Regions from separate parts of the Canis lupus genome. Here region 2 is linked to region 1. The links are chromatin contacts, called in public Hi-C maps. All regions are on one chromosome and are shown on one strand. The core of a region is the stretch at or near the end of the contact, and the rest is flanking DNA. Distances in the headings are between cores, read along the strand shown.

What was found. Hi-C and Micro-C count contacts between places; a contact is called where the count stands out from the background.
Region 2: a contact with region 1 is called in a Hi-C map of blood, with 2.0 times the contacts expected there. The contact joins the promoter of KDM3A here to the promoter of RMND5A in region 1. A contact is called at or near these places in 2 of 9 Hi-C or Micro-C datasets (both in blood).

Annotation. Positions count from the first base shown.
Region 1 is chr17:38,751,919-38,757,646 of UU_Cfam_GSD_1.0, forward strand. It overlaps RMND5A (E3 ubiquitin-protein transferase RMND5A), which reads right to left and starts at 4,022. Exons shown (of 9, transcript XM_038561523.1): 1 at 3,355-4,022. The coding sequence starts at 3,496.
Region 2 is chr17:39,025,700-39,031,046 of UU_Cfam_GSD_1.0, forward strand. It overlaps KDM3A (lysine-specific demethylase 3A), which reads right to left and starts at 2,288. Exons shown (of 26, transcript XM_038561530.1): 1 at 2,131-2,288; 2 at 1,275-1,490. The coding sequence starts at 1,460. It overlaps MIR8843 (microRNA mir-8843), which reads right to left and starts at 2,443; the gene lies at 2,299-2,443. It overlaps LOC119869714 (a long non-coding RNA gene), which reads left to right and starts at 2,128. Exons shown (of 2, transcript XR_005372459.1): 1 at 2,128-2,678; 2 at 3,001-3,106.

The DNA of each region.
Region 1 (5,728 bases), core at 2,772-5,271:
CTGCAGGACTATGTGTAGGCCAGTTGCCAGGTGAGCCCCCTTTGGCCAGATTTTATTCACAATCTGGAATAAAAGTGGTGAGAGTGGACAAGGGTCGTCAACAGACTTACTAAATAACCCATTTAGTAAAATCAGTTTCCACCACAAACTATTCTAACTGTCCTCATTTAGTACAGTTGTTCATACTTTGGAAAAAAGATATTTAAACATAAGAAAAATAGGGGATCCCTGGGTGGCTCAATGGTTTGGCCCCTGCCTTCAGCCCAGGGCGTGATCTTGGAGTCCCGGGATCGAGTTCCACATCGGGCTCCCTGCATGGAGTCTGCTTTTCCCTCTGCCTTGTGTCTCTGCCTCTCTCCCTCTCTGTGTCTCTCATGAATAAATAAAATCTTTAAAAAAAAAAAAAAAGCGTATAAACATCAGAAAATATAAATCATCCTTAAAAACTTAACTAATCCCTTGACCATAGCTAAAAAGGTATTTCTGAATCAGGCAGTTACTCACCATCAGTATGATACCATGATCTATATGGTTCCCAAGATTCTACTTTATTCACATCATATTCTTACAAGAATATTATCACAACTCCAGAGAATGAGATCCAAAGCCCAGACAGATGGTCCCAATTGGAGCCCCTCTCTCAGATCATAGGAGCTCACAAGATCAATTGCCCAGACAAATATATTCAAACTTGAAAATGGAGTTCCAAATTCAGATTTCAGTAGACATGACTTTAGGAAGGGTATATCTAAGATACAAATGTAATAAACACCACATCACTAGCAAAGAATATCAGAAATTACCTGCTTTGAAAATTCCTATAATCTAGATACCAAAGCACGATGTCTGCCTTCACACATAAGAATACTGTAAGAAAAAAAAAAGAGTCCACTTTGGAAACCAGACCTGGTATTTATTTTTCTTTCGTGTTTCATAACTGCCTTTAGTCATGTAATCCTATTATTAAAAAATTAAAGAAAATCAAAGAAATAGTAATATCAAACTGCAATTTGGTAGACAAGACAGTAAAAAATAGGTGGCTGAGAAAGGAACATATGTAATTCACCAAGTCAGACCATTTGAATAGTATGGCATACTCTGTGGCTAATACCCTCACACCATATATTCCTTGCGAAACTCCAATACCAAGCAAAAACAATCTGTCTAAAGCAAACTCCTGCTTCAGCATTTTCTGCCAATTATTTTATCCATCTAAGATAGGCCCCAAATTCCCTAAAATGAGGCTTGCAATCACATTCCCCTTTAATTAATACCACCCCCCTCCTTTTTTGTAGGAAGATATTTTACTTTCCATCTTCTCTCTCAAATTTTGCCTATCCAACCCCTCAATCTCTGACCTGGTCCCTAAAAAGGAAACGCTCCTTCCACCTCTCCAAGTTTAGAACCTTCACTCATTCTCTACCTTCCAGTCTTTAACAAGACAAAGATTTCCTGTAACAGATGGGCAGGAAGGTGGACAGAGACAGAGGGACACAGGCACGCACACACCCCTCCCATTCCTGTACTTAAACAGCCTTGGGCCTCCTTACACTTCAGTTCACACATTTTTCTTTACACCCACTAATCTAGTTTATTTTAACTCTTTGAAGCTGCAAGCACAGAGGGTCACTGACTTCCAATAGCCAAATACAAGCTGCACAACCTCTCTTTTTCTAAGCTCCTGCCTTTTCTGCTTCTGCTGGCTCCTCCAGCTCTCTCTCCAAGAGGCGTTCAAGGTGTGGTTAGACCCTACAGTCTTTCTTCCCTGCTGCCTACGTGACCTCCTTCACTCTTCTCTGTAGAAATACTAGGAAACCATCTTCGATCATACTTTCCCCAATTCTAACCATGCATCTTTAGCCACCAGTGAACATTAAGTTCTTGATTCTGTCTTCACTAGCCCTTCAGCTTTATCTCACATGCCCCAAATCAAATTCACCAAAGCCTTCCCAGGACCCCCCATCCAACTCCACCTCGGCTTCCCCTTCACAGGCAGCCAACTCCACCTCGGCTTCCCTTCACAGGCAGCCAACTGGTCTGCTTATTTTTCCATATTAATATTTTAACTCCCATTCCCACTACGGTTGCAGGCTCACTTCTTATCTGGACTTCAAAAGTGACTGCCATGTTCAGAATAAGAGGTTTTCAGACTCCTTTATTATGGGCTAGCACTTCCCCTCCACTGAAAGGAGTCTAGAAAGAAAGACGTAGGAGAGGAAAGGAGGGGAGAGGCTCAGCTGCACCACTGTCTTCACCTCACCCTATGTAACAGCATTTCATCCCAGCTACCAAACTTTCCATAAATTGCTGTTCAGCTAGGAGTTGAGAAGGCTCCTCCAAACTCTTGAATGAACCCATTAAATAAAGTCCTTCATTTCTTGAGCAGGAGGAACACCACTATGAATATGTTACTCTAAGGATACCAGACCTTTAATGTTACTTAAAAAAAAAAAAAACAAAAACCCAAACCAAAAACCCTCCCCAACCAGCTTCCACAAGTTAACTTCCGCAAAGTATCTGCCCCCAGGTCCTAGAGCAATAAAGAAATAATCTAGGCAGACCACCTTCTACAGAAAATCGTGTTTTCTAAAAGGAAAACAAGTAAAAACTTGACCAGGTAAGGCAAGTATCTCACAACTTGCGCCACAATTTGCTTCAGGAAAGTTGCCTGTTCTTCCTCAGGCTACATTAGGAGAGCTGAACAGTTCGATTCGGCTCGTTTCCTAGGAATCCTGTCTGTGCTGCTGCGGAGCTAAGAGCTGCTTCCACACAAGAGTCAAATCGTGAAGTTGCAGCAACGGCTGTTCTGTTAACCCACAGCTAAGAATAACACTCGACTTTCTAATTTAAAAAAAGAACGGAAAGAAGAAGAAGAAGGGGTAAAAAAAAAAAAAAAAAAAAAAAAGACTTGGAAAGTAAGTCCCCGGACCAAGGATCTGGGGCAGAAGAAGGGGCTTCCGGCACTGACCCTCTTATCAACCAGAGCCTTGGGTCCAACGCACTTAGCGCACCTTCGACCGCGGGGACCTGAGCGCGCCCGGCCCGGGCGGGGGCGAGGGCCGCCCACCCCGGGACGGTGGCAGTTTGCAAGGGCCACGGACCAGCCCCCACACACGTCTAAGCCGGCTGGACCCCGTTCCGGGCTGGGTTTCCGGGTGGAGGGCGCTCACTCTTTATTGACAACGAGGTCGGGGCAGGTTCGAGGCAAATCGGGAGAAGGAACAGTCACAGGGGCAGGGGCGCGGGGTGGGGTGAGGGGTCTCCGCGTCTCGGGGGAGGCAGGGGCATCCCTCCTGGCCCGCCGGGGCCCGAGGGGCCGGGCCCTGCCCCGCGCGCCCACCCGGGCCGCCCTACCGTGGCTCTGCAGGATCTCGTGCTTGAGGCCGCCCGTGTAGTCGATAAGCTCCTCCAGGCCGCGCTCGCACAGCTGCCCGTAGCCCGAGAACTTGTGCAGCACCTTCTCCAGCTCGCGCTCCACCGTCACGCATTGATCCATCCCGGAGGCGGCGGCGGCGGCGGCGCTCGGCTCCCCGGCGCCCGGGTGTCCGCAGCCGTTCGGCCCGGGCCCGGCCGAGGCCGCGTCCTGCTCCTCGTCCCCCAGGCGGGCGGCGCGGGCGGCGGCGGCGGCGGCGACCGAGGCAGCGGGTGCGCTAGCCGCGGCGCCGGGGGAGCCCGGTGCAGCCCGTGCCCGCCTGCCCCATGCCCCCTCCCCCCGCCCCCGGAGCCTCGCCGCCGATCCCGCTCGCTCTCCGCACCCGGCCCCGCGACCCTGGTCCTCGCCCGCCGCGTTCGGCTGCCCGCGGCGGCGCCGCCGATTGTTTTTGTTTTCACGGGAACCGACCGATGACCTGGTTCTCCCGGGCGGCACCAAGCGCCGCCGACCCGAGGGGTGGGGGGAGCAGCCACCCCAGCAAGGGAAAGAGGCGGCGCGGGCCGTACCAAGCGCACCCTCGAGGGGGAGCCGCCTAGCGTTCGCGGGCGGAGGACGCGACGGCCGTCCGCTCACGCCGCCGCTCTAAAGGTGTGGGCAGTACCACGCGGGATGCGTGCGAGGGAGAGGGCGAGGGTGGAGCAAGAACCCAATTGGCCCGAGGAGCTCAAAAGGGAACTTTGGAGACAGCCCCGGCGCTCGCAGAGCGCTACAACTGCGCTCTCCGTAAACAAGAGGGTGGAAACCGTCCCTAACCACTCCGCCCAGAAACGGGGAAAAAGAACCAATGGGCGCGGGCGGTACGTAAGGGACCAACGTCCTCCAATCCCTGGCTGAGGCGTAAACCCTCAGCCAATCGTAGCCTAGGGGCCGAACCAACGGTCTCGCTGTTGGAGGGGGGTGACTTGGGGTGCGTACTGGGAAGCAAGTTATTTCGGGAAAGCCAGGAGGGAGAACGAGACAGAGGGGAAGGTCTGTTTTCGAAAGGAGTTCGCCCCGGTCATCATCTGTGTCCTCTCACCCGCACTCCTGGGACTACTGTTATTCCGAAGTTTGGGAAGACGGGACTCGTCGGACGGAAAACGGAGCCCGGCGGGGCGGGGGTGATGCCGGAGCACGGCCGAGGAGGGCTGCTCGGTAGCCGCGCGGGGCGGGCGCGGGGAAGGGCCCAGCGGGGCCGTCGGAGCTGCTGCGACGCTGGTGCCGCGGGGAGGTCGCGCTGCCCACCCCGCTGTCGGCCTCGGCGCCTCGGCCCCAGGGCTTGGACTCTCCCAGCCGGTAGCCGGCGCGCCGCACGGTGTGCGGGCAGCTCCACGCAGTGGAAAGCCGCGCGGGAGGGCGGCCCCGCCTGGCCCCTGCTCTCTGGCGCCTTATTCCATCCATACGAACTGAGTCACCTCCTCCTTGGCGTCAATCCTTCCCCGACCGCCGCGGGGTCTCCAGCCTCGGCCTGTATCCCCTCGCGCACTAGGCTCCAGTGGCGTTGTTAGCTTTCCTCGGAAAGCCGCATTAGTTAATCACCTCGGGGCCTCTGCGCTTAGCTCCTCGTTGGCCTGGAAAACGCGGACACCTTTCTCATCCTTGTCTCAGTTCACTTGTCCGCTCAGAGGACCCTCCCCTGACCACCCTGATAGGTACACCGCTCCACCTTCCTGCACTCCTCCAGTGTTGTGTCATATTTTTTTGTGTATATATATCAGCCGTATCACCAGTTTTCTTTCACACCATTTGTTAAAAGCTGAAATAACCGGGTTCGATTTTTCGTTTCCTTTTCCGCCAGCCCTTCTTCAGTAAATCCCCATAAAGGCAAGCCCCTTCCCCATCTTTATCTGTGCCCGAAAGTGGTGCCTAGCAACATAGTGGGCTTTTTTTTTTTTTTTTTTTTTTTTTGTAATTAAGGCGAAATCTTGTTGAGTCTCAATTTCCTTTTTTATAACTTGGAAATAACTGCAGTTAATAGTGCAGCATGGGATTCTTGGGAAATTAAGTGAGATATCATATGTAAACATTAATAGTAAGCAAGGAATAGCCATAGGAGAAATGGTGGTGGTTAGTATTGCCTGTTCCCAGAAGTAAATCTGAGATGGCAACCTAAAATGGAATCATGTTGATCTAGTCTCGAGTCAATTTATTCATTTCTTGGTGATTTTCAAGAGTGGCCCTAGCTATTGCTGTTATAAATCTCTTTTCCCCTCTCCACCAAACCAATTTTCTTTCTCCTCTTTCTTGGCAGATGGTCCCGATTGCTGTTTCACTGAGAAGATAAACATCCAGCTCCAGCATCCTCTGCCATTCTTC
Region 2 (5,347 bases), core at 1,038-3,537, 270 kb after region 1:
GGATTAATAAGATCATGGCTATGAAGTGTTCAGTATGATGCCTGGCATATGGATAAGTGCTCAACAGTCACTCCTTTTCAATATGAAGACAACACAAGCTGAAAACTTTAAAAATGTATGAACACATATTCTTTTCCAACAATCCTTTGCAGACTAAACCTGGTTTTGGCCATGTACTGTCACCTTCAAGTGTTCAAATGATGTGTCAGAAATCAACATGTATTCAACTGCCAATGCTAAAACTTCCTCCCAATCTGAATATAGTTTTCAAGAAAAAGCAGTAATGACCAAGTGAAGATGCTGAAACATATCCACTACCCAGGGTGGAAATCTCTTCTGTTCTAACAGGCTTCCTTCAAGTTATCCCCACTTTGGAGTCTTTGTTAGGGACCTTTCTCCAGTTATTTTTGCACAAAGGAGTCTTTGTTGGTAGAACAGCTTCCTTACTGGTTGTTCCCAGACAATCCTTTGCCACCAAAAATTTTCTATTAGACAGTACAATTAGAATTCCACCTCTTTTTGAAAAGATGTAACTGAAAAAGGTTCTGAGTGTCGTTTTGATTAAAAATCACTGTCCACACTTGTACTAGTTTCTCTCTCTCCACCCAAACACCAAAGTGGAATATATTTCAGAGCCATTCCTCTAACACACCATATAAGGGTCGGCTCCACCCCTGCCCTCCATATATGGTCAAAGCCCACACCTACCTACGGACTCCTCACAGAAAAGACCTGGAACCCACTTCCACCGTGACCCACCATATACGGACAAGTACCCACCCTAACATGCCAAACAGAACTAAGCTCCTCCCTCTTCATTCACTTCATTTCCAACAAGTCTGAAAGTTTAACAAGTTGGCCCAAGAAATTAGGAGGAACAAACAAACCAACCAACCACCCGAAAGCGCTAGCCATCAATTCTTAATGATTCCTCACATCATCTGGGTACCTGACCAATCTTAATATTCACGATACTCCCCCTTCGGAGGAGTAACCATACAGTCCTATTAGGGCACAGAGCGGGCAACAGCGAAGCGTGTCTGAGCAACCCCAAGGCCGTCATTAAACACAGGCAACTGTAGGCCAAACACACCTCGGTTCTACACAACCATTTCAAAGACTTTCAAGGTCTCGTTTTCTGCACCTTCAGATCAGATGCCAACTTTCTGATCTCGCCCTTTCAGAAAAGGGGAGGGGGGGGCCCCCCGCTGGCTGTCTCGTTACCAAGGTAACTACAAAACGTCCGACAGCTGAGGCCCGGGAGCTGATTTTACCTTCAGGTCCTTCTTGGTAACGTCGGTGTGGGAGACGGCTCGAATGGTCCCCGAGACCCAGGGCCACTCGGCGACGCGCTCCACGTCCCAGCTGTCGTGGCCGCCGTCGCCGCCGTCGGCTGCGGACAGACTGAGGAATCGCTTCCCCACCAATACTGGCCAACTTTCTCCGAGCGTGAGCACCATGGTTTCCACGCCTGCAGGAAGGGCTCCTCCCTGCAAAAATACAAAAACAAAATGCGGTGGGGGCTGCCGGTGGGAGGGGGTCGGGAAAAGAGGACGCGGGGGAAGCGGCGGCGGAGGGGCGGACGGATGGGTCCCAATCCGCTCGGCTGACGAGACCCGCGGCGGCGGCGGCGGCGGCGGCCGGTGCGAGGGAGGACCCAACACCCGATCTCCACACTGGCGTCCTCCCCCGCCCCCCGGATCCCTCCCCCACCGCAAACACGGGCCCAACCGCCGCGTGACCCTCGTTCTCCCAACTTTCGCTTTTCCAAAACCTTAAACCTAAACGAGGAGGGCGTGAGGGGAGAATTATCTGCAGCCGAAGTGGATTTTAAAGTGTTGCCCCCCCGCCCCCCCGCTCCCCCGCTCCGGGAAAGAAAAGGCCCGAAGCGAGGGCCCCGTCTGGGGCGGCCGCGTCCCCGCCCCGGGCGGCCCCACGGGAGGGGCCGGCCCGCGGTTCCGCACTTGCCCCGCCGCCCCGCCCCGCCCCGACACGGCGCTCTCCCGGCCGCCGACCCCCGGGCGTCCGTCGCCCCGGCCTGCGCCGCGGCGCGGGGGCGGCGGGGCCGCGGGATCGGCGCCTTCATCTTTCTTCCTCCTCTCCCCTCAGCCGAGGCCGCGGCGCTCTTACCCCGCCTCCTGCCTCCCTGAGTCACCGGCGGCGGCCGCCGTTTCCAGCCGCCCAGCTCTAGCTCTGACTTGGTTCAAGAGCTCTCACAAGACACGCACAGCCTCTCGGGCCCGCCCCCTCGGAGCCGCTTCCGCCGCTCATTGGCCCAGGCCAGGAAGCTGGGCGAGGCTCCTGGGTAAACAACCCGTCGCCATTGGCCGGCCTGGCGCAGGCGGGGCGAGAGAAAAAAACAATTCCTTGGCTGCCTCCTCCCTCTCCCCTCCCCCTTCCGACTCCCGGACGACCCCCATTAGGTTAAAGTACACAGAGCGTAAGCGAGAGATCCCTCCGCCGTAGCCATTCTTTCCATTTGTTGCCTGCGGTATGCAAAAGAGTCCCGCGAAATCGCTTATCAACTTTAGGGCCCAGAGGAAAACTGCAGGGGTGCATAGATAAGACTGAATGACGGGCCCCAGAGCTGTATGTGCCTATTGGATTGCTCTTCAGTTGCGTAGGCTGTCGACGGAAGATGGGCTTTCCACTTGGCGGAAGAATCTCACAGGAAAGGGGTGAGGGCGGTGCAGAGTCAGCGGGGGAGGGAAGGGACGGGAACGTGCGGTTTCAGGCGTACTCAGCTAGGGGGCGGAGCCACCGGGCTCCGGAGGCTCTTGCGCAGGCGCTTCGCGAAGCACAGGCTGGAGTTTGGGCTGCTGGGCGAAATGGCCGCGGGAGGCGCAGGCGCACGTGGTGTTATTCGTGGAACGTCTGAAGTCCGCCATTTTGAAGGGAAAATGAAGAAAGGCATGGAGTCATTGGGAAATGACGTTCATCGAATCTAGAGCAAGAGAGGCCATTCAGTACAATGCAGAATGGGATTTTTTTTTTTTTTAGGTAAAGGGAAGAGAAGATATTATGAGTCTTATATAGAAATTGAAGGACTAGATGAAGGCCATAATGATGCAAGAAATAGGAAGAGGTGACTTTGAAGGACAAAGGAGAAAAAAGGTGATTGTGTCTATTGGACCCGAAGTTTTTTGGCTGAATGAAGAAGAAAGAGAATGAAGGAATTGGAGGCCCCTTGTTTAATAAAGGCTAGAGCTTGACATGGCATCACATTTAATCCTTAAGATAAATGAAAATTAAGTGAATAACTCAAGGTCCCAGCTTTACAAGTGTGAAACTGGGAATCAGAAGAAGTTCAGAAAGGTTTTCAAGGGGTTATAGAAGCAGGCTAATTCCGGGTATTGACCTTTAACATATATGTTCTGACTATATGACATTCAATACATTTTTAAGTCTAAATACAAATTGTAGAATTAAATTGGATTTATAATTCACAGACTATTAGGAAGGGGGGGAAATGGAACAAAGAAAACCTATCCAGTCCAAAAAAAGTCAGAAATGAGAGCAAAAAGAGAAAAGGAAACAAGATGGAAGTACAGTAAATAGAAAAAAATAAGACGAGAGAAGTAAGTCCAAACATCAATATTTACAATAAATATAAATGGGTTAATTTTAGTCGTAAATTAAAAGACACACTGGATTAAAAACAAAATCCAGCTATAACTTGATTGCAAGCAAGCTCCAATGACACAGAAAGCCTGAAAATACTAGGTTAAAAGATGGATATAGCAATGTTAATATAATTGAAAAGAAAATCAAAAGAAAAAAGGATTTTATATATATATATAAAAGATTTACTTATTTATTTATTCGTGATAGACATAGAGAAAGAGAGAGGCAGAGACACAGGAGGGGGGAGAAGCAGGCTCCATGCAGGGAGCCCGACACGGGACTCCTCTGGACTCTGGGATCGTGCCCTAGGCCAAAGACAGGCGCCAAACTGCTGAGCCACCCAGGGATCCCTGGATTTTATATTAATAAAGGATAAATTCTACAAATATACACCCGAACTCCTGTCACTCTAAGAACATAGCTAAGACTAAATATTAGAATTATGGGAAATTTTTGACAATTTGTAATAGAAGCAGAAGATACAAATATATAACTATCCCGGAAATAGGTATCTCAGATTTTAAAAATAAGTGGGGGTATGGAGGACTTTGATTACATAATTAACTATTAATTGGAAAAACAATCACTAGGGATGAGTTCTACCAAGGTTCAAAGAGCATATAATGTTATACTTGTGATTCCAGGACATAGGAAAGATGGAAAAATATCTGAAGCATTTTATAAAAACTTGCAAAACTCTACTATCAAATCTGGGCCAGGAGAATATAAAAAAGGAAAAGTTTAGGTCAATGAGGCTCATGAACATAGACGGAAATTTTTTATATAAAATATCAGCAAACTGGGACAACTGGGTGGCTCAGTGGTTGACCATCTGCTTTTAGCTCAGGTCTGATCTTGGGGACCTGCGATCAAATTCCATATCAGGCTCCCAGTAGGGAGCTTGCTTCTCCCTCTGCCTATGTCTTTGCCTCTCTCTGTGTCTCATGAATAAATAAATAAAATCTTAAAAAAAATAAAATTTATCAACAAATTAAAACCAGTATTCTTTAAGTCACCATGATTAATTAGGATTATCATATGAATACAAGGATATTTCAAGATTAGAAAATTACTACAATTCACCAAATCAGGTTAAAAGAGAAAAATCATATGTTCATTTTAGTAGAGGCTGAAAAGACTAAACATTCCTATCATACACTGAACTACCTAGAATGTCAGGAATGTTAAGAGACACACATAGTTATACTAATGAATTTTTTAAATAATCTTAAACTTCCCGGAGACTTATATCTACCCTAGAAAAACATCCACAGATGTAAACTAGGAGACATCAACAAGTTTGTTCATTTCAGCATTGTTTGTGGTTGTAAAAACTTCAAAATCTAAATGTACTTCAGTTGGGGAATGAATAAATAAAATGAATACATGGAATGTAATACATCTAACAGAAAGCTGTAGAGCATTTGGAAATGAATTATATTTATATTTTTTTTAGTGAAATATATTTAGATGTACCAATCAGGATAGATTAGCAAAACACATTTTGGATGAAAAAGTCGCATTTCATAATATTTGAAAATGTGCACCAATGGTATATATGTTCTATGAAACATATACTTAACCTCATGATAATAGTTGAGGGGCACAGTAGAATTGGGGGTATTGGTCAAAGGTGATTTAGCATTATTTGTAATTCTCTCACTTTTGTAAGGCAGATGTATTCATGTTGCTTTTGAAAGTTAATTTTTTAAAGATTTATTTA